6 separate regions of the Mus musculus genome follow, and regions 1, 3, 4, 5 and 6 are each linked to region 2. Evidence: chromatin contacts called from public HiChIP or PLAC-seq and promoter capture Hi-C data. All regions are on one chromosome and are shown on one strand. The core of a region is the stretch at or near the end of the contact, and the rest is flanking DNA. Distances in the headings are between cores, read along the strand shown. Region 1 has its middle 170 kb from the start of Snx19. Region 2 holds the start of Adamts8 (a disintegrin-like and metallopeptidase (reprolysin type) with thrombospondin type 1 motif, 8). Region 3 has its middle 94 kb from the start of Snx19. Region 4 holds the start of Prdm10 (PR domain containing 10). Region 5 holds the start of Nfrkb (nuclear factor related to kappa B binding protein). Region 6 has its middle 150 kb from the start of Snx19.

Region 1 (3,606 bases), core at 421-2,920, 340 kb after region 2:
AGTCTTTTCATCAGGAAGTGTATAGAAACCCTTGTCGCGAGTAGTAAACAGTGCAAGTAGACAGTCCGTGCTGGTGCTTGCTAAGCCATTGACTTAAAAGGCTTCTTTGCACGAAATACTCTATGCTATAACAGGGAACAGAGGAGAGCAAACCTTCTTCCCTCGAAAAGACAAGCAAAGAAACCAGGAAAGCTATTAAAAACAATCATTTCAGGGCTCCAAAAAGCAACCAGAGTCAAACAAGTGGACAAATGTTTATTCATTAAAAACGACTGGAACATTGGGTAAAAAATAGCAAGACTTCTTCTTGCCTGAGAATGGATCGTCCCAGGCACTGGGAGCACATCTCCCATGCACCAACTCTTCGAAGGCGGGGACAGACCTCTAAGATTAGCTGTGGCAGGCAGCTCAGCAGTTCTTGCTGCTTTTTTCAGAAATCCTAACTTGAGTGTGGGGCTGCTCACAACTGCCTCTAATTCTAGTTGCAAGGAATCAAACACTCTTTTTATGGCATCTACAGGCACTAGTGTGTGAATACACACACACACACACACACACACACACACACACACACACTCCCCCCCCCCCCCCATACATATATCAGCAGCCTTATAGTTAGAGGGAACTGACTGGCTTTGCACTGAATAATCCAAACCCAACCATGGAAACATTACCAGTAATAGCATCAGCAAAGGTAGGAGAAAATGGGGGTTTCTAGCAAGTTAAGCCCTGTGTGTTCTGAAGCAAATTTGACACACTGTACCTGTGCAACCCCATCCTCTCCTCTGGCTCTGCTAGCTTGAGATTTTTAGTACTAGTTTCAGCAAATGTCAGAGAAGTCAAAAACCTAGAAAGGATTTCCTGGAAGTGATCATGTAGAGGCCAGACACCCTCAGCATGATCCCAGGCTGATGGAAGCTAGCGATGATGACAACGGAACCCATTTCAGGCCATGTCCTCAGGCCACTCTTTCTCTGCCTTGAAAGTAAAAGATGTTGAATGGTTTGGAAGGATGTTGAACGGGCTTCTTCCTAGCTGTCTTATTTTGCAGATTAAATGGAGGTGTCTAGAAGCAGTAATAGAGTGATTTTGTTTGTTTCCTTCTTACCCATGAACCCTAGTATCAGTCGAACTGCAGGTCGTCAAAGGTACCTCAGAAAAGGGATGGAGGCTGAGGATACAGAACAACCAGTTGCTGCCTTGAATAAATGACAACCCATCTCTGCCTTCTCAAGCTGTTTTGAGACTCTGTCCCCTTCACAGATTGCAAACATTTTTTAAGGCATTAAAGTCTTTCCATGGCCCAGCAAAGACTTTAAACACTGAATGAAGCACTTGGATATAACAAATAGAGATACTGGGGGTTTTTCCACTTGGCTCTTCATTTGGGTTTTACATTTCTGGAGACAAATGCCCAAGAGAAACTGCAGCAGATATACACTCCCACTGATGTAGGTCTCCTTTCTCTGCTTTCACCTGTGCAGGATGACCAGCAACAAAGGATTCCAAATAGCTCTTCTCTCCTGCCACCAGGCCCCTGATTTCTTTTGAAAACAGGCACTTTCTAAAGGGTTCTGTTCCTGAAATAGACGCCTAGCAGGAGGTAGCCAAGGGCTATCTCTGGGGTTTCTTCCTTGATCCCCAGGGCTCTTTTCAACCCTCTGTCCCACTTGCTATTCTTAGATACACCCTAGGCCATGCTACTTTGCATTTCTATGGCTTATCTGACTAACAGGATTCAGTTTCTCCTCTTTTCTCACCTCTGAGTATCTTTTTCTGCCTTCCCTGACCATCTTTTCTTTGACATCATTGACCCACAAAGGTTCCTCGGGTTATTCTACAGATTAGCCAAAAGGCAGCGGGAGTTGAATGACTGTCTGAGGTAAAAGTGCAGGCTACGGGGAAGCACATGAGAATGTTTTTTGTAGGTCAAACCCATCTTCAGAGCGGACACAGATGTGGAGGTCTGTTGGTTAGTGCAGTGCCCCACCTATGTCTACCAACTTGTTGGTTGTTTTGTTTTCCTGGGCACACCTGAAAAGCCATTGGATTTTCAAGGGAGAGAGAAGAGGATCCCTTAAAGAGAGAGGACAAAGGAGATGGTTATTGGTAGACGGGTGGATCTGAAAGTATAACAAAGTAAAAACAGAATTCTAGGCCTTTAGGCCCAGGCTTGGGAATGTGGCCTTTGTAAAGGTATGCTAATCATAAAACAGATAGCGACATTCCTCTACCCACCAGCTTCCTGGGTTCAAAGAGTGCTCATTCAAAGAAAGTCACCCTGACCATTACCAGAACCTGCAATGCAAATGTGCTATTGTTAGGGGCTCTTAGAAGCTGTCTTGAGAGTTAACAATTACCAGGTATTCCTTGTGACTCTTGTAACTTTACACTTCCTTGTGACTCTTACCTGGTACCTTTGGTATCTTCCAACAAAGCCCTCCCCACTTCCTTGAGCTGTGGTTTCTTCCTTTAAATAACCCCTTACCCAGCTACTCGGGGTGCCACAGTCCTCTACCCCTGCGTGGTGTATGACCATGGGCCCGAGAGCACTCTTGAATAAAAATCCTCTTGCAGTTTGCAACAAGACCGTTTCTTGTGGGTGATTTTGGGGTGTCGCCTCTCCTGAGTCAGACCGTGGGGGAGTCCTCACGTTGTGAGTCTTTCAGATCAAGAGTCACAAGAATTAAAGAGCACGAATATAAAAACAGGTGTGTGTGTGTGTGTGTCAAAGGCAAGTGGGACACAAGGAACAAGTGGCACATGGCAAGATCCATTGCCAGAAGTCAGAAGCGATGCGTAATGCACTTTGAACATTGGGCTGGAAGAGCTCTTACCTGTTATCAGGTTCTGGGAGAAGAGAAGATAACTATGGTCTCAAGATGCTGGACTAAGCCATGAGGTGGCCAGCACAATAGTTGATAAGGCCCGTTTGGCCTCCAATAAGGACTTGAGCTTGAAGGTGCTCAGTCAATGTATTATTGTTGACCAGGTTCTATAGCTGTTATTGTTTTAAAGTGTTGTCTTATGCCTATTTTCAAATTTCTTTTTATTTTTTCCTTTGAGACAGGCTCTTACATAGTCAAAGATGACCTTGAACTTCTGGTTTTCCTGTCCCCACCTTGGATGTAGAATCCTGGGATTAGAAGAATGTGCCACCATATCTAGTTAACAGGGTGCTGGGAATCCAGCCAGTGACTTCATGAATATTAAATACTATCACCTGAGCTGCATCTTCAGCCCCCAACCCATATCTTTTTATAGCCTTTATAGCTGGGTAGGACTGCGGACTGCTTTTCATCTTGGGTAGTTTGCACAGTCTCTTCCTATCCTTCTTCTTATACTGTTTAGATTCCAGAGAGAATGCTTCCACCTCAGTTCCTGGTTGATTCCTCTATCCTGTATCCAAAGTCTGTGGCATCTTCAGTAATAGTGTCTTACCTTCAAGTACCAGCTCAGCAGCCAAAGTCTCTTGGAATTCCCTGACCAAAAAAAAAAAATTCAGATGGAGGCTTCCCATATCTCCACTGGATATAATCTATGCCTCCATCAAGAGTCTATGGCTCTTAGGGGAAGTACCATCACCCTATATAGTTTCATTAAGAT
Region 2 (3,830 bases), core at 642-3,141:
GCACTTCTTGCTGAGTCAGCACCAACTGCATGTAGTAAAGAATGCTCAGCTACTAGCAATAATGTCTTGAACTCAATTTTTCTGCCTAGGTCAGTTGGAAGCTGATTCTGGGCTGAGGGTGGCCACCGGGTGGACCAACCTCAGCCCTGGTTCCTTTGAATACAGTAAATGACAAAGTTCACCCTTCAGCCCTGCTCCCTCCCCTTTCTCACTGAAACTTCAGTTTTCTGGGCTGAGCCCCCAGGCAGAAATTCTGTTCTCCTTCCTTCTTGAGCTGGATGTTGGCACTGCCAAGTTCTGCCGGGGTTGAGCGCCAGGTTGGCAAGGTAGCCCATGCCCCTTGATCAGAACCAGCTGGGCATACAGAAGTTGGACAGTCTCTTTCCAGGTCCGGTTCCCTCTAACGACTTTTACTTACAGGAACCTCAGTTCTGTACCCAAAGACAGTCCCAGCTACCTTGTCCCAGCCCAGCTTCCTCTCCTAGGAAGTCTCAGAGAGTCTCAGATAGTAGAGAATTGCGGGAAGCAGGACCAGGAAGGACAGGGCTCTTTAGCAGTTTTTAATCTCCCTTTGGGAGAAGCAGGTGCCTGGGAACTGTGGAAGACTCAGGATGCTGGGAAGAGACAGAGCCAGCGCCTCTACTGTAAATTGGAAGGGATTTAGGGATTGGGAAGTAGGAAGCCGGGAAGGCAGAAGCTAATGGAGTTACTGCTGTTTCTCAGAAAGAAGAAAGTCCCCTTTGGGGTTGGGCTTGGGAGCGCGAGGGATCCCCCCCCCCCCGTGGGAAGGGAAGAATTGAAAACCATCGAGAGGCAATAGACTGTTAGTCAGGGTCTGCGGAAGGTCCTACCTGCAGGTCGGTCCCATAGAAGGCAGCCATGGACGCATCAGCCACCAGAAGTGTTTCCACGAAGCGAGCCTCGGACACAAACCTCTTGCTTCTAGTTTTGGATCCGAAGGGTGGTGGCACTTTGCGGGAGTCTTCTGTCTCTTTGAGCAACCCCTCCTTGTCCTGCTTCCTGTCCTCTTCGTTGTCACTTCTCTCCTGTCCCTGCCCATTACCCATCTCCACCTCCCACTCCAGTCCTTGAGGGAGGGGGAAAACTTCGGCGGCAGCGAGCCCGGGGTCTTCGCGGCGCTGTCCCGGCCCCCAGCGCTGCAGGCGATGAGGCTGGTCCAGGGAGTCCCCAGCGCCCTGTGGCTGGATGGTGAACTCCTCGCCTGCCAGCAAGAACGAGCCGCTCAGCCCGCGACACAGGCTCATCGCCGCCAGCGACTCCCGTTCTCCATTCACTGTGCCAGAGAAGAAGCAGCCACGCAGTCCCGGCTCGCCCCCGGCCGCCGCGCTCGAGCCCCCGAGGCGCTCGATCTTGAATTCCGGCGCCAGGAAGCTGGCGTCAGGCGCCAGGCGCAGCACGAAGCCCTGGCCGAAGGCGGACAGGTGGAAGGCGAGCTCGCTCGCGCTGCCGGGCAACCGCGTGGGCACCACTAGCTCCGAGGCCTGCGCCCCGGTTCCCGGCCCCGCCGGGGCGCCGCAGACGAGTGGCGGCGGCGGCAGCTGCAATAGCAGCAGCAGGAGGGGCGGCCACCCGGTGGTGGTGGGGTCGCGGAGCATGGGGGCAGAGTGCTGCGGAGCGCGGGAGAGGGAAGAAGATCGCCGCGCGCGGGCAGGTGCTGGTGGCCCGAGGCGGCCGGGCCGCTCTGTCCAGGAAAAATGATCAATCGGATGGGGAGGCCGACTCGGCTAGCGGCAGCAGGCGCGGCGGTCCCCTGGCGGCCCCTCTGGATCGCGCAGCCCGCTCCTCCTGCGCCAGCCAACCTAGCAGAACTCGAGCAGCTGGCGCCCCGGGCCGCGAGCGCGCGTCCTCCGCGGCGTCCCGTGCAGTCGCCTCCTTCCTCGGGAAACACCGAGTGGGCTGCCGAGCCCTTCGTATTTATACTTCCTTCCCGGCTTTGACATAAGAGGTTTATTTTTGATCGCTCACTATTCCCGTTTCCCCTCCCCTGGGGTCAGAGACAGAAACAGAAAAGGAGAGGAGGGGAAAAAAAAGGGATGAAATGTAAAACCAATCAGGAGTCAGTGAGCCCCTCCCGATAGTTAAGTAGTTAAGTGTCAACTACAGCTTTTTTTTTTTTTTTCCTTTTTACGTGACTACGTGAAGACCCATGCCAATTCCTGTAATGCTGGACAGTCCCCCTGAAGGCGAGTCCTAGATGGGAGAGACACTGGCTTCTTCTTGTGCAAGAGCCAGGTGCTGGGGACAGACACACCCTGCTCTGGCCTCAGAGACAGTATGCAGATTTTTGTACAAACCTGGCAGTGTTAAAAGAGGTTTGTGGGAAGGTTCCAAAGCCTTTAATGGTCAAATACAAAGTGAGAGGTAGGAAAGTCATACTGGAATCACGCTGTCCATTAGGAGCACTTCAGAACTTTAAAAATGCCACCTGGTCAAGGTTGTTTTGTTGCTTGCTTCTGAGCATAGTGGGGGTAGTGAGAGGCTACTACCAGGAAAGTAAAATGGATTCAATACCACTACATTTCTCGTTTCCTATGGGAGGAAGTACTTCACCAGTCTGTCTTCTGATGCACAGCTCTGCCAGTTGCCTTGCTGACACGGGGAAAGGTGGCCAGGTCCCTTATACTGTATTGCCCACAGCTCCAAATACATCTAAATATGTGGGGAGATAATTCACTCTGCCACCTTCCTACAGAAGAGAGTGGGATCCAGCAAGAGTGATGACCGTCTTAAGACCACAAACCACAATCTTTGTATCCACTCTAGTATTACCGGTGCAGGTCTAGATTGGATTCAGAATCAACGTTCTCTCAGTACCAGAACAAGTCCTAGCCCCTCGCCCTGTGTCTTTTCTGAGACAATCATGGAGGATACAGCATTTGGCAGCTCACCTACCCCCAACTACGCAGCTCTTTGCTTATGTGAGGGTGCCTACAGTTGAGTCATTCTTACTTCGTTTGGCCGATCCAATCCATTTCTGTAGCTGTGAAGGATTGGCCTATGCAAAAGACTCCTTGGGACTTGTTACCTACAAAGAGGAGTCTCTTAAATTAACTTGTGTCACTACAGAACCTAAGGAAAGGCCCCAGCACCGCAAGCTCTCTCCACTTTTATAGGACTGCAAAGGAGTGGTTGAATCTCCTTCCTTTGCTGTATAGAGAATTGGAAGTTTGGGTAAAACACTCCTAGAGGCAGGGGAATGGAAAGCATCTCTGTTTTCTACCAAAAATGAACAAGATGCTCATCCCTCAACAGTTTAATATCCCTGGGACAGTGTGACCTGTACGGTTAAATGAGCAATCCCTTTTGCCTCAGGGCTGTGGTGACATTTCAATTACTGGTCTTAGCCATTAAGTTCCTTGTTCAGTATTTTCCAGTGTATCCTTTTCCTTTTTCTTTTTTCCTGGTTGTTGTTCTTTTCTTTCTTGAAACAGGGACTCACTGCATAGCCCAGGCTGGCCTCAAACAGGTATGTGCTGTGACCTCATGCCTGGCTTTCAACTTCTGGTTTTCCATAGTAGTTAGGTCCTTCACGTGTGCGAGTGCCTTCTTTCTTCTTTGTGACTACTATTTTATTGGAGTGCCCAGCTTCTTCTTTCTCTTTAGATGTTAGAGGCTATAACCAGGCTCGGGGAAACTAAGTGTTGCTTGTGTTTTCATTTGGGAAATCTCTGGAAATTGCAGCTGCTACTGTTGTAAAACAGAAAGAACTACTTTGAAGGCAGACACTGAACTGGGCTTCATCTTTGCCCAATTTCATCAACAACTACAACTACAACCACACAAAAATTGCTGTCTGGCAAACGATCTTG
Region 3 (3,825 bases), core at 1,146-3,645, 420 kb after region 2:
TCAGGATGATGGAGACAAACAAGAGGGGCCCAGGTTAAATGAGAAGATGAACGTGTGTTAATGTCTGCTGGGCACATGGTAGGTTGTACAATGAATGATACCAGCTGAGATAGAATTGTGCTGGAGGGTCCTTAAGTCCTGAGTTTGGGATGTGCAGTGGTTTGTTCTCTAAGTGATTGATTCTAGGTCCCATCGAGTTGACAATCAGTGCTGATCATCACAGTGGAACAAAGTAGCCCCTGCCTTGAAAACTGTGTCAGCCCAGAGGCAGAGAGCACAGATACACACAACAGTGTGGTTCCTCACACAGCCTGACTGCTCCAGGGCTGAAAACTGAAGCTCTTTGCACCTGATGGTACTGTCAGGGCAGAGGGGGTTACACTATTCAGTCCCACGCTGTGTCCCGATCCTCTTGTGACCAAAGGACAGCATGCGTCCTATGATTTGCCAGGGTCAGGCCAGCTGCACAAAGACACAGGCTAAAATGTTGCCCATTTCTCTTCTCTGAAATTTGTATTTAATCTTTGACCTCTGGCCCTCTGCCCTGGCCACCTGAGAAAGCTAGCCATAGACAACAGGAACTCAGAGGCTAGGTCACAACTCAGGTGTCCAGGGAAAGGCCTCCAAGTGGCCACCCTGTGCATAAGGCAGGGGCAGGGAGGGCGTTTGTGGCATGAAAGCCTGAACTCATCTTGGATTCAAAGCATCCACCCACACAAGGCAGGACAGATGGGCCCATTTGCCTCCTTCAGCCCATCTTCATTGAGCCTAGCTTGACAAGGCAGGTGGTGGACTCCCAGATCTTCTGCCCAGCCCTTTGGCTTCTCCCAGCTGCTTGTGGAATCCGCACATGACGAGCATTGGGCCAGCTGTTAGGAATCATTTTGAGAATGAAAACAATTAAGCTGGGCAAGAAGCCCACCAGCAAATCCTGACCTCACTTCGGCACCTTCAGCCCATTGTTCTCCATCCTGCTCCTAGTCACCTTTTCGTGTCTGTCCAATAGACTTTCCAGATGTGCTCTGCCGGCGGACAGAGCAACAGCATAGCAGCTCTAAGGCACTGGCTCAACCAGGGCCCCCAAAGAGTCTCCCTCTGAGAGGACTGGCTGTATTCAATCCAATTCCAGACACCCCTGCAACCCTGCCTACCAGTGAGCTTTCTGGAAATCCTCTTGTTTATCTGTGTAGCAATGCTATTGGGGTAGGGGTGACAGCTGTGGAAACTAGGACCCAGCTCATCTGCCCTGGGCAGCCCACACTGTGTTGCAGTCCTAGGTGTTCAATACTCCATCACATCTCAGCTAGTATGGAAGCCCTGCAGGCAGGAATGATGAAAGATGGCCTGAACCAGAGGGCCTGGGACTCTGACTCCAGGCAGCATGCTTAGGAGCCAGGTGAAGGAATGACTAAGGATAACTCCTTTGGACGGTGCTTATGTCATTTACCCCATACTACTTCTGACTTCACACCATGTCCTTGAAACCTAGAGTTGGGCCTGGCATAGACTGGCCCAACAACAAACTCTTGTCTGACCTCCAACTGTGCCCACTGTCTGCACCCCTTAGCTAGGTTTTCTAGGCTCCCCCAAGCCCTTCTTTTCCAGGTCTAGCATAACGACCCTGCAGCTGAGGCTCACATGGAGCATGTGTGTAGTTTATCCTTAAGCTGGCTGGCTTCCTGCATTCTCCCCTTGCCCATTCCACAGGCCTCATCAGGACCACCTTCTTACACTTGCCTGCTTCTGTCTCCTCTCCTGGTCTGGTCTGTTCTGTTCTGGCACACGCATTCCCTTAATGTGGGTTCTTTGCCTTAAGTACAAAAGGGCTCTGTCCTAACCTCATGAATTGCAGGTAACCACAAGTGGGAAAACCCATCGGGACAGCAGTAGAGACATTCAGGGCCACAGAAAATGCCTGGAAAACCCAGCCCTGAGCCAGTCTCCAGGGTTCATCCTGGTTTCTGGGCCGCTGGAGAAGACACACAAAGGCCAACGTGGACTTTCCGGTGAAGTCCATATGAGTGTGAAGATTAAAGGTAGAGAAGAAGGTTCTGACAAGTGTTCTAAATGTTCCCTCTGAAATGTACAGTCACTATGAGTGAGTTACATTTTTAAAAAATGCTTAAGGAGATGGAAATATTAATTACCCTGATTTGATCATTACACATTATGTACATGTATCGGGTTTTCATAGTACAGCCCGTAAATGCACACCATTAAAATGCTAATTAGTAAATAAGAAACAGAGAAGAAGAAGAAGAAAAAAAAAAAAAAAACCAGTCCAGAGCAAAATTCTTCCCAGCATATCACCTTACCACCACAGAGGTTTGACCCTCTCTAAGCAGGCGGCTGGCCTGGCTGGCCCGCCCACCTTCACAGCTGCACGGGTGTGGCTGGGCTGAGGAGGCCGGGCTGCAGAACAGATGATTTCAATTTAAAGCACCGTTTGGGGAGAATACTGTTCCACTTGCTCATTTTTTCTTAGTCCTTCCCACCCCCGAAACGTGACTAGTCCAGTGGTGGATGAGCAAGGCCTGTTTCCATAGCAACTCCACTGTGAGCAAGAAAAATCAGAACACAGCAGAGGCTTGGGTTTTTATCTAGAAGATGCACTCAAGTGGATAAAAAATGGAAACCTAGCCGATACTAAGCTGGACTCTTGAGTTGGCCCGATGCCTTGAGCAGACTGTCATTCACCCTGAGGTTGGGGGTATGGGTAGAGTAGGGATGTACTAAACATGGCTTTGCCCAGGGAAACACACCTGCCACTTGCCTGCTTTCCATTAACCAAGCTTCATCTCTCTGGGCTCCAGGCCTCCTGGCCTGCATTTGTTTTCATGGCTGATGTAACTCAACCGAACTGATACGTCAGGATCTGGGTCTTTTTTGGATAGTGTTTCATGTTTGGCTGAACATTTTCAATAGTTTTGTGTACATTCATTTCCCACCTGGTGCTTCCAAAAAGGACCGTGGTTGGTATTTCATCTTCCAAAGCCAATGACCACAAGCCTAACCTTCCAATCAGTTGATAAGAAGCCTAGCATGACTTTAACCTTATCTAGAGAGGTTGAATCCAAGGGGAGGAGATTCTGAAGAAAAAGTAGGGATTTCAGTTCAACTTGTACGTTTTTTTGGGAGTTGGGAAGGTTGAGTTTCTAAGAAGAAATGACCAGCTGGATTGGGTGTTCCAGCCCATTCCCTGATTGGGATATCCAGGAAATGGGCTTGCATGGAGCAAGGTATTTGTACTAGCTGCTTGGAAAATGACTAAGGCGGACCTTGAGGAATTGGGACAGAGTGACCCTTACTCTTCCTTAGTGGTTTCCATGGAGACTCATTCACCAGCCCTATTCTGTGGCTGGCAAGAACTAATGGAACTGGGCTTAGAGAAATCTCCAACTGTGATTTCCTGCAAAGGTTTCTGCCCTTTGCTCTGAACTCCAGTGAGCTTTTTCAAGTTCATTGGATCCATATGTTTCTGACTCATTTACACTGAACTCATCACAGGGTTCTTCTTCTCTCTCTCTCTCTCTCTCTCTCTCTCTCTCTCTCTCATTTGTGTCTTAAATGCAGTTTTGTTCATAAGTGTCTCTTTCCACCTTAGAAACAAGATGCCACACCTCAGAAAGGCCTGTGCTTGGATGGTAGTGGTGGAAAACATCCTGGGACTTCAGGTTAGAGTCTGGGTTGGTTTACAAGAAGTGCTATGTTTCTGCAGGACTTTGTGGTTTGTGTATAGAAAGATATCTTCTTGGAGTGTGGGCTGGGAGCACATCTCTTCTGGGCTGGAAACCCAGAGAGCAGTATCTTGGGGAAGCAAAGCTG
Region 4 (4,026 bases), core at 1,296-3,795, 370 kb before region 2:
AACACAATGTAAATAGATAACTTGTGGTGACTCACGAGGGGGCAATTAATTGATCCTGGAAAAGCAACTATAGATTCCTGCATGACACCACTGTTACAATACAAAACACACACTGCTTTGTGATGTAGGCCTAAAAGCAATTGCTTTCAACACATCATAAAAATTCTATTTTATAATGAATACTGCTTTCCAGCAGACACATTAAAATAAGGTCACTTTTACCCTACGTGCTGTTTCATATGTGAAGGACATACTGCATGGAGCAAATCAGGAAACGTCACTGAATTGATAGATGTGGTATAACTCCTTCTCGCCAGCTAAGTAAAGAAGCAGAAAACCTTAATGAAGTACTTTTAAGTGGTTCTGGCCAAGAAGTTCAGCTGTCTACAGGAAAGTACTCATCTGCATCCTAAGACCTAGAGAACTAAAAGGACTGAGTTGTCTAAAGTCCTCTCTGAGTGCTTGGCAGTGAAAGACCGACTGTGGAGGCCCCAGCATGGCATAGGCCTCATCCTTGATACGTAAAGTCTACAGGTGGATAGCCACAGCACACATCTGGGGCAGAAATAATTGATGTGCTGACATCCTGGGTTGGCATCCTTATTCTTTTCCTGACTTGCTACTGGTCCTAATGTTTCTACAGCAGTTTTCTCCAGTAGGAAATAATAGATTTCACAGATGACACATAAACTAACTTAATGCCCAGAAAGAATGCTAGAGGCCAAGTGTAATTGAGCACCACAGGAATACAACAGGTTTCCTGCTAAGTGACTAGTCTGTCTTCTGTATACTTTCAATTTACGCCTGAAGATAAAGCATCCACATGGGGAAATTAGGCTCACAGCACAGTGCCACAGCTCGCCATGGCTGTAAGGTAATCTTGTGACTTAAGAGGTTTCAACTTTCTCATTCATACCAAAGCTTTAAAATGGGGGACAAATGTTTTCCTCTAAAAAGGAGAAAGCTAAGCTTTTCCACTTGTTTTTTCTCACTCAGTCTGTAATAAGAATTTGCACAACTATGGAGCAGAAAAGACTGGAAATAAAGAACGCAAGGGGGGTGGGGGGCTGGAGAGATGGCTCAGTGGTTAAGAGCACTGACTGTTCTTCCAGAGGTCCTGAGTTCAATTCCCAGCAACCACATGGTGGCTCACAATCATCTGTAATGGGATCTGATGCCCTCTTCTGGTGTGTTTGAAGACAGTTACAGTGCACTCATACACATTAAACAAATAAATAAATCTTTAAAAAAAAAAAAAAAAAAAAAGAACACAAGGGGGATCCTGACCACAGATTCCCCACAGGCAGGGCCCCTGATCAAAATACAGAACCTCACAAAAACATTTCTCCCCACCCCCACCTCTCTCTCTCTCTCTCTCTCTCTCTCTCTCTCTCTCTCTCTCTCTCTCACAAAGTCTCACTATGTGGCCCAACTGCTTGGAACTCACTAAGTAGGCCAGGCTGTCCTTGAAGTCACAGAGATCAACTGCCCCACTCCTCACCTTTTCTCCTAGTTTTGGATAAACATAGTATATAAATTAATGAACGTCGTCATCAGAACAGTTTCCATGAGAAACCAGTGTTCTCAGTTATTCTGCTGAAACCATCTCTGGAATCACGTTCTCTAAACCTTAGACTGTAGCCTGTAAGTCATATTATATCACCATGATTACTTACTGCAGTGTTGATTATTTCTTAATTACATAATATTTGCACATGTAAATCTTTCAAGGTTAACTTTTGATTAACAACTGATTTTGACAAGGTGCTATGGTTTTACAATTTAGTGAAAAACTGGATCAAAACCTCCTGTTTATCATATTGTTTAAAACTGAGTTTATGGGCCTAGCTTCCTCCTGTTATCACTTGGAAGTCAGAAACAGGCAGATCTCTTATGAGTTCAAAGCCAGTCTACACCATATAGAGAGTTCCAGGCTAGATAAGACCGTGTCTTAAAAGAGAAGATAGGTCACTTACTTGATAAACATACCTTAGGTTTCATTACTCATGGAGAACTGAAACCCTTTACTGACTAAGGTAAAAGTAGCCAGCAAAAGAAGCCAGCAAAGGCTTGGGGTTTTCAGGATCAGATAAGAATAGCATAGATAAGGGGGGTACTAAAGCAGCATCTACCAGCCAAGTGCAGAGGTAAGGCCTATGGAGTAGAGGAGTAGCCAAGTGCTAATGCATTCCTGCTTCTCCAAGCAAGTTCTCAACGTCCACTCCCTCCCAGCCACACTCACTATAGAGACAACGACACTGCTATTTCCTTAGCTGTGTCTATCCAACAATCTACCCAACTGAAAGACTGCTGCCAACAGTGAGCTGGAAGAGGCTGTCCCGTCCTTCACCTGTGCAGTGCTCTGTTCATGGTCTGCAGACGTTGGCCACACATGAGCGCTTTCATCTTTGGGATCCATTCCCTCCTTGTTGGACAGCTCCAGGTCTGGCCCACCTACAGCAGCAGCGCAGGACAGAGAGCACTCCTCTGTGCCCTACGCCCTGTACACGTGTGCTCATCCAGGGCAGGAAGGTCTCGCAGCACCCTGAGAAAGACAGGAAAGGAACCACGCTTGAAGTGGATAGCTATGTTTTAATACATTAGTTTCAACCACAAAGGGGAAAGAAAAGGTTAACATACCTCAGCAAAGGGTAAGAATAATGCATTATATGTGGCAATAATATAATAAAATTTGTACCTGCTATATTTTGGACAATTATTAGATGTATGTCTATACATATGTATATATATATGGGAACTATATATAGAATGCAAGCCTCATTATAAACATTAAAGGCAATCTTAGTTCTTTTGAGAAAAATTATTTTCCTATGTATTAGCTATATGTAAATATGAGACTAATGTTCTAATCTGATTGATGTATAGTCCAAATTGACCTCAAATGGTTTTTTTTTGTTGTTGTTTTGTTTTTTAGAGACATCACTTTTCTGTGTCTACTGAGTCAGTAGACCAACTAGGCTAGTCTCAAACTCAGATAGATCCACCTGCCTTTGCTTCCTGAGTGCTGGGATTAAAGGTGTGTGCCACTGCCACCACCAGGCTAGTTAGTCCAGGATTTCTCCTAGTAGACATGACCTCGGGAACACTAACATTTCTACCCAAAATGAAGAACAGAATAATAAAAATGGCAAAGCAAGGGATAAACTGCTCATGAAAGAAACTGAATTTCTCAGCTCACAGTCTTCCATTCTTTTGGGTCAGTACAGAGTGAACAGTGAGCAGTGACATTGATCCAACACCAACACACCAAGTCCGTGCGGTCTAAGATAGGACTCTTTTTAATTAGTTATTTATTTTATGTGAGTACACTATAGCTCTCTTCAGGAGACACCAGAAGAGGGCATCAGATCCCATCACAGATGGTTGTGAGCCACTATGTGGGTGCTAGGAATTGAACACAGGACTTCTAGAAGAGCAGTCAGCGTTCTTAACCACTAAGCCATCTCTGCAGTCCCAAGATAAGACTCTTTAAAAGATTATTTTTATCTTTTAGGTGGGAAAGGGTTCAAGACAGAGTTTCTCTGTGTAGCCCTTGCTATCCTGAAACTCACTCAATCAGACTGACCTCAGAAATATACCTGTTCTCTGCCTCCCAAGTGCTGGGATTAAAGGCATGTGCCACCACTGGCTTTAAAAACTTATTTTTAGGGGCTGGAGAGATGGCTTAGTGGTTAGGAGTATTGCTGCTCTTTCAGAGGTCCTAGGTTCAATTCCCAGCACCCATATGGCATCTCAAAACTGTAACTCCAAGTTGAGAGGATCCTCAGCACCTCAGAATGACATACATGTAGTTAAAACATCAATGCACATAAAATGAAAATAAATAAAAATATAAAAACAACTTGTTTTTTAAAAGATTTACTTATTTGTACGTATGATTATTTACCTATATGTATACTACATGTGTGCCTAGTGGCTGAGGAGGCCAGAAGTGGCCATTATAGTCCCTAAATTGGAGTTACAGATAGTTGTGAGCTGCCATATAGGTGCTGGGAACTGAACACG
Region 5 (4,025 bases), core at 172-2,671, 440 kb before region 2:
CCAATGCTACGGCCTTCGAGTTGTGGTGACCCACCTCCCAACCATGAAACCGCTTCTGTTGCTACTTCATAGCTGCAATTTTGCTGTTACGACTTGTAATGTAAATATCTGTGTTCTTCAATGGTCTTAGATGATCAGTCTGAAAAGGTCACTCAACCCCCACTCCAAAAGGGTCATGACCCAGCTGCTCTACATGTACTGGACTCTTATCACTATTACTGACAAACAGACCAACAAGCCCACAAAAGTGGGAAGAGCAACCAGATTCTACCCTGGGGCCGTCACTATCTGTGACATCTTACCTCACCAGGTGTCAGGCTCCTTACCTGTAGTTAAGGAGGAGTTGGACCAGGCCCTTCCTACCTTTCTTTTCTCTTAGGATCTTAAAGGGAATCTCCAGCTAAGTGAGCTTACATTAACAGTGAAGATCCTTCCCACTTCCCAAGTTCTCAAATGATAATGGGTAAGTCTGTAATATACCTAGAATGGAAGCTCTTTTCTGCAAAATGATTTCACGTTCTGACAGTATTTCAGATCAAGGAAAGATACGGCGAGTGTTACATGGACACAGCTGTGTGGTCCCCAGGTAACTGTGCGCGCTCATCGTCAGCACACAGAGAATTGAGGACATCCTGCACGCATGTAGCGCCTAAATAACTGAGTGAAAGTGAGAAAGGAGCAAGACACCTGCACGTAACAAAACTTAAAAAAAAGAAAGAAAAAAAGAAAGGAAGGAAGGCCGGCAGGCAGACCGACAGACAGAGGCAACCTGATGCTTAGAATAAACTCCTCTTAGCGTAAGTGGCATAGACAGCGTGCAAAGCCAGTTACCTCATCTGACAGGTGCACAATGTACACAACTCACTCAGAAGCTGCTTCCAATACCGGCGGTTGATTAAGCTACACATAATTATCTAGCGACAACCGCTGCCTTGCCACTTATTCTGCACAAGAACTCAAAATACAAAAACAGGGGCGCTGCTAGCGAGCCGGAACCCCGGAAGCTGCCGATTTCTAAGTGTTGGGGGTGTCCCGGGCTGCTTCGCTAGACCAGGAAGGCCTCTTCTCTGCACCTGGGCTAGCCCACCCTCTAGACCCTCGCGAGCAACCAGCAAGCAAGGACCTCGGACCGCAGCCCCACGTCGCCAGCCCCACCTGCGCGCAGCGCGCCGCGGCCCGCCCCTCCCCCACACGTCCTCCCCCTAACCCTCGCCCACCCGGCAGCCGCACGCCACGCGTGGGGCCCGCCGCGTGCCCACGGCAACGCCCCGCTTCTCCCTTTCTCCCCGCTTCTCCCCTTCCCCCGGCACCCACCAAACCCGACGCCTGGGCCCGCCCTCACCTCAGCAGAGTCCGCGGGTCTCACCCGGGGTTCGTCGGGCCGTGGGCTCCGAAACGCGCTCGCTCCCGCAAGGCGTCTGGGTACGCGCACGTTCCGGGCTCCGGCAGCGGAAGGGGCGGGACCTGTGGGGCGAAACCTAACGGCGGGGCGGAGCGTATTGGGCAGGACGGGCAGGGGCGGAGCCTGTGGCAGCACCTGAACCGCCCCGACGCGTCTGGTGCCACAAGCTACGTCGGTGCGGAGAAGGCACGATCCATTCTGTGCGGGGTTCTCCTGGCTCAGGAGCTTTGGAGGATAGAGCGATGTCGCCTTTTGTCAGCTGCGAAGCAAGAGCACAGTCTGACAGGCACCGTGCTAACCACCACTTCTTGTGTGACAAAATTTTTCCAGGGGATACTCAACACGACAAATCAAAATACCGAGACCACCCAAGTCCAACTTGGTGAACTACTATTGGGATTACTTGCAGGCATATGGGTGAGGGTTTACTTAACAAGAGCAGAAATGACTTAGCTGAAAAACCAAGGCTCACCCCAGCATGAGTGACAACTCACAAAAGCTGGGAACCTGAAACACTGCACAGCCTACAAGCAGCTCAACAGGTTGCAATGAGTCCTTTCCAGGTGCCTCAGTTGGTCTACACCTTTCCAGGCAGCTCAGCTGGTTTCTGCTGCCTCCAGGTAGCTGGTCTGGCCTCAGAGTCGACTTTGTAGCTTTTTCCCCAACTCAGAATCCTCAGTTTAGCGTCCTTCCATCTGAGAAGGTCTCTCAGCTTTTATCGTTTATTCTGGCAGAGAGGAGCCTAAAGAATCTGATCCGTTTCGGGGACTTCCTGAAGCTATTTTGAGTTGCTTAAAGAGCTTTTCTTGAGTTGTTTAAAGAGCTTCCCTGCAGAAGAAAACTGTTAGACACCACCACTCTGTCGGGAAGGCTTTGCTGAGGCCACCAGACAGTGGAGGACCTCTTGCAGTCTTGAAGGTTGGGAAATATAACACAGACTCTAACCCATGTCTCCAAGTCCGCACAACTTGCAGAAAGTGAAAACATCGACAACTTACTCTTATGATTCATCATTACGCCTTCTTTCTCTAAGACCGTCTTATTTAGAATGTCTTCTCAAGTATTCTACAGTTCACCCTCTGGTCCTGCGTGGGTTAGCCACTGTTCCTTCGGTTTAATAAACATGTCAGGGGAGCAGGGCATGCCAGGCATGTCCTTCTCTCAGTGGAAAATAGTGCTTTCCAAATAAAGCCAAATCTTTGCACCCATGCGCACGCGCACACACACCCACTGACTCTATAAGCGTCCTTGGATCAGCGGGGCATGGTGGCGCAAGCCTTTAATCCCAGCACTCGGAAGGTAGGCAGAGGCAGAGAGGCAGAGAGGCAGAGAGGCAGAGAGGCAGAGAGGCAGAGAGGCAGAGAGGCAGAGAGGCAGAGAGGCAGAGAGGCAGAGAGGCAGAGAGGCAGAGAGGCAGAGGCAGGTGGATTTCTGAGTTCAAGGCCAGTCTGGTCTACAAAGTGAGTTCCAGGACAGCCTGGGCTATACAGATAAACCCTGTCTCGAAGAAAACAAAAAACAAACAAAAAAGATGTCCTTGGATCCTGTTGGAATTAGAAACCACCAATTAGAAATGGCAGTGCAGCGTCACTCTGGGTGACCAGACAGGAGAGCATTAAAACATTACAAACTGCCATTTTCATTAGCCCTTGTTCTTAGAGCAGTTTTAGGGTCATACAAAATTTAACAAAGCATAGGTTTACCTCAACCCCCGCCCCCCCCACACACACACATACTCTTCACCCACAAGTGATACATATTTCTTTTTTTTTTTAAGATTTATTTATTTATTATATGTAAGTACACTGTAGTTGTCTTCAGATACACCAGAAGAGGGCATCAGATCTCATTACGGGTGGTTGTGAGCCACCATGTGGTTGCTGAGATTTGAACTTCGGACCTTCGGAAGAGCAGTCGGGTGCCCTTACCCACTGAGCCATCTCACCAGCCCCCCCCCCTTTTTTTTTTAAATAAACTTATTCTTTTTTTTTAAGATTTATTTATTTATTTATTTATTATATGTAAGTACACTGTAGCTGTCTTCAGACACTCCAGAAGAAGGAGTCAGATCTCGTTATGGATGGTTGTGAGCCACCATGTGGTTGCTGGGATTTGAACTCCGGACCTTCGGAAGAGCAGTCGGGTGCTCTTACCCACTGAGCCATCTCACCAGCCCTACATATTTCAAATAACTGACAGATCTATGTAATATTGTTTCACTGTCCACCCAAAAATTAACCTACTCATCCTTACAATTCCCCTCCCCTTCTCCCTCCCACCCACAAACACTGATGTTTTAAGTGTCTCCATCACTTAGCCATCAAACTTGCCACGTTCCTGCTTTAGACCTCCAAGTACTGGCATTATCATGAATGCCGCCACACTTGGCAGAGATTGCATCTTTTTTCCAACTAGATAGTAAATATTATGGTCTGGTTCTGGTAGTAGGGACGGAATGCAGGCACTCTGCCACTGAGCTGCACCCTGAAAGCTTGTATTGTTTAAATATTAATTTGAACTTCCCTGGTGCTAACATGTGGAGCATACTTTCACATGTTCATTTATTTGTGTATATTCTTTATGAAGAAATCTTCATGCCAGTTCTCACTAGGACTGTTTGTTT
Region 6 (4,139 bases), core at 841-3,340, 370 kb after region 2:
AATTAGCATATCCACTATTACACAGCTCTGTTTGCTTTTCCTTTCTTCTCTTTCCCCATGCCCACCGCTGTGGTGACAACTCTTGAGAGCTATGTAGTGAGCAAATTTCATGTTTATCAAGCAGTGATATTGACTGTTGTCACCATGCTGTGTGCTCAACAGTCAGAACCTCATTTTGGCATCATGGAAACTTTGTGCCCCTGAACAACAGCGTTCCATTTCTGTTTTTCCCCAGTCACACGCTATCGCAGCTCTAGCCTGTCTTTACGGCTTTGGCTGTATGTGGCTCTACCGTCTAGCAGGGAGATGAGGTATTTTTCCCTCTGGGCCTCATTTCATTCATCTAGAACCATTCACTTTTTTTTTTTCAAATCGAAGAGTTCCCTTCTTTCAAAATGAGATAAGGATCTTGAAGAGATTTCTGCACTCCTGTGTTCACAGGAATAGAAATACACCCCCCCCCACACACACTATACATAAACATCATGAAGGCACATAAGAAGGATCCTGAGGAAGGTATTGTTTGCATTCTATGGGTCCTCCTGTGAGGATTCTTAGGAGATGTTCATTTGGCTTTAGATATACCAACCTTTTCTTCTCCCCAACCACTGTTTAACTTCCATCCTTTGGGCATGGGAATGAATATAAAGGATGCTCCCATGATATTCAGGGCTGCTGGAGGGCTAAGAGTGGAATCTATTATCCCTCTCTTGTCATTTATGCGTAAAGTACATCAGAATGTACTCATTCAACATACTTATCTCATTCTTCAATTATTTTCTCCTTCTTAGCTTCATTTGCATTTTCTCTTCTTTTCCTTAAATATTACTGTTATTTGGTTACTTATATAAAATTCCTTTTGGCACACAAGGCATGGAGAAGATGGCCTTTTGCTCAATTCTTCCCATGTCCTCTTAGCTGCTCAGTGGTTTCCTCAGAGTTATCACATTCCATTGTCTTAAGTCTAATGTTATTCCCTGTATTTCTGGGTTTTTCTTAAACTTTTAAAAACTTCACCACTGTTTATAAACCCTAATGTTACTTCCAGGCTTTTAAAGTAGAATCCAAGTTCATCTGACAGGCACGTATTACTCTTCAGCCCTGACCCTGGGTTTTCTTCTCTGTCAATTTCCCAGATGTGGCTCTCACCAAGCTCCTTCCTATTCCCAGCACTGTCACTTCTTGCATGTTTGTTTAGTGTTTGATTGATGGATGCTGACATGCTGGGAATAAAATGCAGAGTCATGTGCATCCCAGGTAAGCATCCTGTCTCTGATTTGCATCCTTGACCTTGTATATGCCAGGTACACATCCTATATCTGATGTGCATCATTGGCTTTGTGCATACTTAAGTAAGCATCCTGTCTGTGATGAGCACCCTCAGCCTTGTGCAAGCCAGGTAAGCATCCTCTCTGTTGTGCATCCTTGACCCTAACAGGTACGCATCCGTATCTCTAAATGCATCCTTAGCCACTCTGTTGGCCTTTGCCTTGTCTTCTTTGTCTTGCTCTTTCTGAGGAAAACTTGTTTGTTTAAATCCAGAACAGAGATGGACTTTGTACTCTTAGTATTCTGTGGAGTTAACTTTGTTTTACAACGACTATCATCCCGTCAGAGGCTCCTTGGTGTAAGAATGTTGCTGTATGCTTTGTGACATTGACCCTTAGCAGTATCTCTGGCTTATGCTGGTGACTGTTGGATTCATTTAAATAGTGTTAGAGTTGCCAGCTTATAAACAATAGTTCCCTCTCCTCCCTCTTCACTGAGTATAGAACAATGGAGACCAATTGTAAAGTTCAACAAAGGAAGGGATCAGCAAGCTTACTGCTGATAAAGTTAGACTAGCCAAGGATTATAAACAACTGGACAAAACAGGCTTCCTTCTGTGTTGTTTCAAGAGCACATGTTAGGATGTGTCAGGTGGGAAAATTTGGACTTAGGGAGTAGACATATTTGCTGAATGTTATTTCTGCATACTCCTCAGGAAAGAAATGCACCTCCTGGGCCTGGGCGCTGGCCAGGGACAAAGCCCTCAGAAGCTGGAGTAGGGTGGAATGCAGACTCCCATGTAGCTCTTTATCCCCTGTTCTCAGGTTTCCATTCAAGGTGAGGAAAAGAAAGAGGAGGAAAAGAAAGGGAATGTGTTTCTTAGCACTTTACAGGGGGGAGGCTTTGCATTATTGGCACTTTCCTGCCTGGGGCCCCCTGTGATGCTGACTTTTGTCACAGGTGACAACAAACACCACAGAAAGGCTTTGCTGAGAAAGCATAGCTTAGGGAGGGAAGCAGGGGGAGAATTTCTTGCTGCTGTTGGCATTACTGTACATTACCTTGGATGGAACAAGGCATGATGGTTTTATGCTGGTCGTGTTGACGGAGAAAAATCTGCCCTTACTGATTAGAAATATACATTGAGATTCTAAGTAAAATAATATGTCTCAGATTTCCTTTAAAAGATTTTATCTGAAACAAACAAAACCAAAGTGAGATGTGAGAGGAAGTACAAAAGCAGATGAAATTACAGGCCTTGTGTTGAAACTGTTGACCTGGGTGATGATGGGTACCCAGGGCTTCATTATGCCGTTCCCTTTGATACTCTGTATGTTGTCAATTTTCCATAATTGACATAGCTCCAGAATCTCTGAGTTGTCTACAACGCCAGGCTAAGAGATAAGGTAGTCAGAAATGATTCCCCAAAGTGTCTAGAGAGCAAAGCTATCACTACTACCTGGTACTCACAGAGCCACACCAACCAGAGCAAACGGTGGGTTCCCCTAGTGGATCTGAAACTACTGCTACACCCCGAAACCAAACATGCTGGGCTGTCCGCCATCCGGCAACATGCATCTCCCTCTGTCCATAGTGCATTTGTTCTTTCTTTAAATGACAGAGGTCTGAGCACCATACCCCAGACATGGACAGGTGGGAAGTGGACTGTGCCTTTTACTGTGAGAATCTTTCAACATAGGAAGGGGATCCAAGCCATCCTGAACAGAAGGCTAAGTTGTCATTGCCAGGAGAAAATAGTTCTTGAAGTACTTCATATTTTTCTTAGATTTCCAGCACAGAAAATGGCTGTGTTCGCTTGAGCAGTTCTTTACAGCTTATAAATGTTCTCGAATACAGTCACATCTTAGTGTCTGTAGCTTACAAGGCTTTCTTGTGAATACTTCCAACAACTTCATGAGTTAGAATTGCCTCCAAATCACAGCTGAGAAAATTATGGGAAACAGAGTTAAAAGTGATTCACCCAAGTCCCCAGAGCTTTGAAGCAGTGGCCTCAAGATCTAGACCGGGGAGACTCCTATTCCAGGTTGTCACTTTCATGGCAAAGCCACCAAACTCTTAGAAATGACTTTCAGCCAGTTGCAGCTTTCATTTATTTATTTATTTTATCTGAATTCAATCAAGAACCCAAACTTCTTAGAAGTTTGCCCTCCTTTGCTAACTTTTCTGAATAGCTTTCCTCAACCCATTGATAATTGCCCTAGGCAGATACGAGGGTACCAAAAACCAAGGGCACTAAGAACCCATAACCAGTTTCAAGAAGAGCTGCAATTGTATCCCAGGAGTCTAAGGTAACAGGGGTTATGAATCACAAGGTCATTGTGGGTCAGGTGAATGGTGGCTCAAAAGAAGAGTAGGAAGCTGATTGTCAAAAAATTCAAAATAGGAAATAGAGTGCTGAAGCAGAGGTTGAGAAGGTTGGAAGAAGGTTGGGAGGTTTGGTCATGCAGTACAGCATTTTTTTCATATTCTTTGAAAGAAGTTTTACTATTATTGTGCATGGGATGTGTGTGTTTGTGTGTGGGATGTGTGTGAGTGTGTGTGTGCGTGCATGCGTGCGCGCGCACCACAGCATGTATGGAACAATTTATGTGTAGTAGTCAGAGTATAAATTTGGTAATTGGTTCTCTCCTCCCACTCTGGAAAATGGGGACCAAACCTGGATCATCAGGCTTGTAGAGCCCCCTTGCCAGCTTCTCAAAACACTGTTGATCACCGAGTGTTTTATTTATTTTTAAATGATTTTTTAAAAGTTATAATCCAAGATGATTGCTTGAGTGTCCTTGCAGTATCTCCAAGAAGTGTTTATACAAAGGCACCTGGAAAAGGGCACAGATCTGCCAGGTTTGAGG

The links. Promoter capture Hi-C pulls out the DNA fragments that hold promoters and counts their contacts. HiChIP or PLAC-seq counts read pairs in DNA pulled down with a chosen protein or histone mark.
Region 1: an H3K27ac HiChIP or PLAC-seq map of embryonic stem cells shows a contact between it and region 2, with 7 times the contacts expected there. The contact joins the enhancer-like site here to the promoter of Adamts8 in region 2. A contact is called at or near these places in 4 of 39 promoter capture datasets (cranial neural crest, embryonic stem cells and liver), 4 of 484 Hi-C or Micro-C datasets (nephron progenitors, trophoblast stem cells and uterus), 11 of 115 datasets of contacts at active chromatin or transcription factors (craniofacial prominence, embryonic forebrain, embryonic limb bud and 5 more) and 3 of 9 other capture datasets (adipose tissue, embryonic stem cells and liver).
Region 3: a contact with region 2 is called in an H3K4me3 HiChIP or PLAC-seq map of stem cell-derived neural progenitor cells, with 29 read pairs. The contact joins the enhancer-like site here to the promoter of Adamts8 in region 2. A contact is called at or near these places in 11 of 39 promoter capture datasets (the C10 cell line, the HPC-7 cell line, HPC-7-derived erythroid cells and 9 more), 1 of 484 Hi-C or Micro-C datasets (embryonic fibroblasts), 19 of 115 datasets of contacts at active chromatin or transcription factors (SST interneurons, VIP interneurons, craniofacial prominence and 10 more) and 3 of 9 other capture datasets (adipose tissue, liver and pancreatic islet).
Region 4: a promoter capture Hi-C map of pre-B cells shows a contact between it and region 2, with 2.9 times the contacts expected there. The contact joins the promoter of Prdm10 here to the promoter of Adamts8 in region 2. A contact is called at or near these places in 2 of 39 promoter capture datasets (pre-B cells and stem cell-derived epiblast-like cells), 1 of 115 datasets of contacts at active chromatin or transcription factors (embryonic stem cells) and 1 of 9 other capture datasets (liver).
Region 5: an H3K27ac HiChIP or PLAC-seq map of embryonic stem cells shows a contact between it and region 2, with 4 times the contacts expected there. The contact joins the promoter of Nfrkb here to the promoter of Adamts8 in region 2. A contact is called at or near these places in 7 of 39 promoter capture datasets (the 3T3-L1 cell line, 3T3-L1-derived adipocytes, embryonic stem cells and 2 more), 2 of 484 Hi-C or Micro-C datasets (both in embryonic stem cells), 2 of 115 datasets of contacts at active chromatin or transcription factors (both in embryonic stem cells) and 2 of 9 other capture datasets (adipose tissue and liver).
Region 6: an H3K27ac HiChIP or PLAC-seq map of embryonic stem cells shows a contact between it and region 2, with 5 times the contacts expected there. The contact joins the enhancer-like site here to the promoter of Adamts8 in region 2. A contact is called at or near these places in 8 of 39 promoter capture datasets (the C10 cell line, cranial neural crest, embryonic stem cells and 4 more), 2 of 15 datasets of contacts at CTCF or cohesin (the NIH/3T3 cell line and hippocampal excitatory neurons), 13 of 484 Hi-C or Micro-C datasets (astrocytes, cardiomyocytes, cerebellum and 7 more), 5 of 115 datasets of contacts at active chromatin or transcription factors (embryonic forebrain, embryonic stem cells and stem cell-derived neural progenitor cells) and 4 of 9 other capture datasets (adipose tissue, embryonic stem cells, liver and 1 more).

What each region holds. Positions count from the first base shown.
Region 1 is chr9:30,596,130-30,599,735 of GRCm38.p6, reverse strand. No RefSeq gene overlaps it. Among named protein-coding and RNA genes, the nearest start is that of Snx19, 170 kb to the right of the region's middle. Within about 2 kb of position 1,670, at least 19 of the 459 cell types and tissues checked have an H3K27ac peak or open chromatin away from gene starts, as enhancers often do. A contact at or near this core is called in embryonic stem cells, epiblast stem cells and trophoblast stem cells, where this site is marked.
Region 2 is chr9:30,940,623-30,944,452 of GRCm38.p6, reverse strand. Adamts8 (a disintegrin-like and metallopeptidase (reprolysin type) with thrombospondin type 1 motif, 8) reads right to left here and starts at 1,891. Exons shown (of 9, transcript NM_013906.3): 1 at 852-1,891. The coding sequence starts at 1,616.
Region 3 is chr9:30,519,856-30,523,680 of GRCm38.p6, reverse strand. No RefSeq gene overlaps it. Among named protein-coding and RNA genes, the nearest start is that of Snx19, 94 kb to the right of the region's middle. Within about 2 kb of position 2,395, at least 73 of the 459 cell types and tissues checked have an H3K27ac peak or open chromatin away from gene starts, as enhancers often do. A contact at or near this core is called in SST interneurons, VIP interneurons, craniofacial prominence and 4 more, where this site is marked.
Region 4 is chr9:31,311,946-31,315,971 of GRCm38.p6, reverse strand. Prdm10 (PR domain containing 10) reads right to left here and starts at 2,545. Exons shown (of 21, transcript NM_001368846.1): 1 at 2,351-2,545. The coding sequence starts at 2,419.
Region 5 is chr9:31,383,588-31,387,612 of GRCm38.p6, reverse strand. Nfrkb (nuclear factor related to kappa B binding protein) reads right to left here and starts at 1,421. Exons shown (of 26, transcript NM_172766.3): 1 at 1,343-1,421. It overlaps 1700023A20Rik (RIKEN cDNA 1700023A20 gene), which reads left to right and starts at 1,565. Exons shown (of 1, transcript NR_165167.1): 1 at 1,565-2,610.
Region 6 is chr9:30,571,437-30,575,575 of GRCm38.p6, reverse strand. No RefSeq gene overlaps it. Among named protein-coding and RNA genes, the nearest start is that of Snx19, 150 kb to the right of the region's middle. Within about 2 kb of position 2,090, at least 16 of the 459 cell types and tissues checked have an H3K27ac peak or open chromatin away from gene starts, as enhancers often do. A contact at or near this core is called in embryonic stem cells, where this site is marked.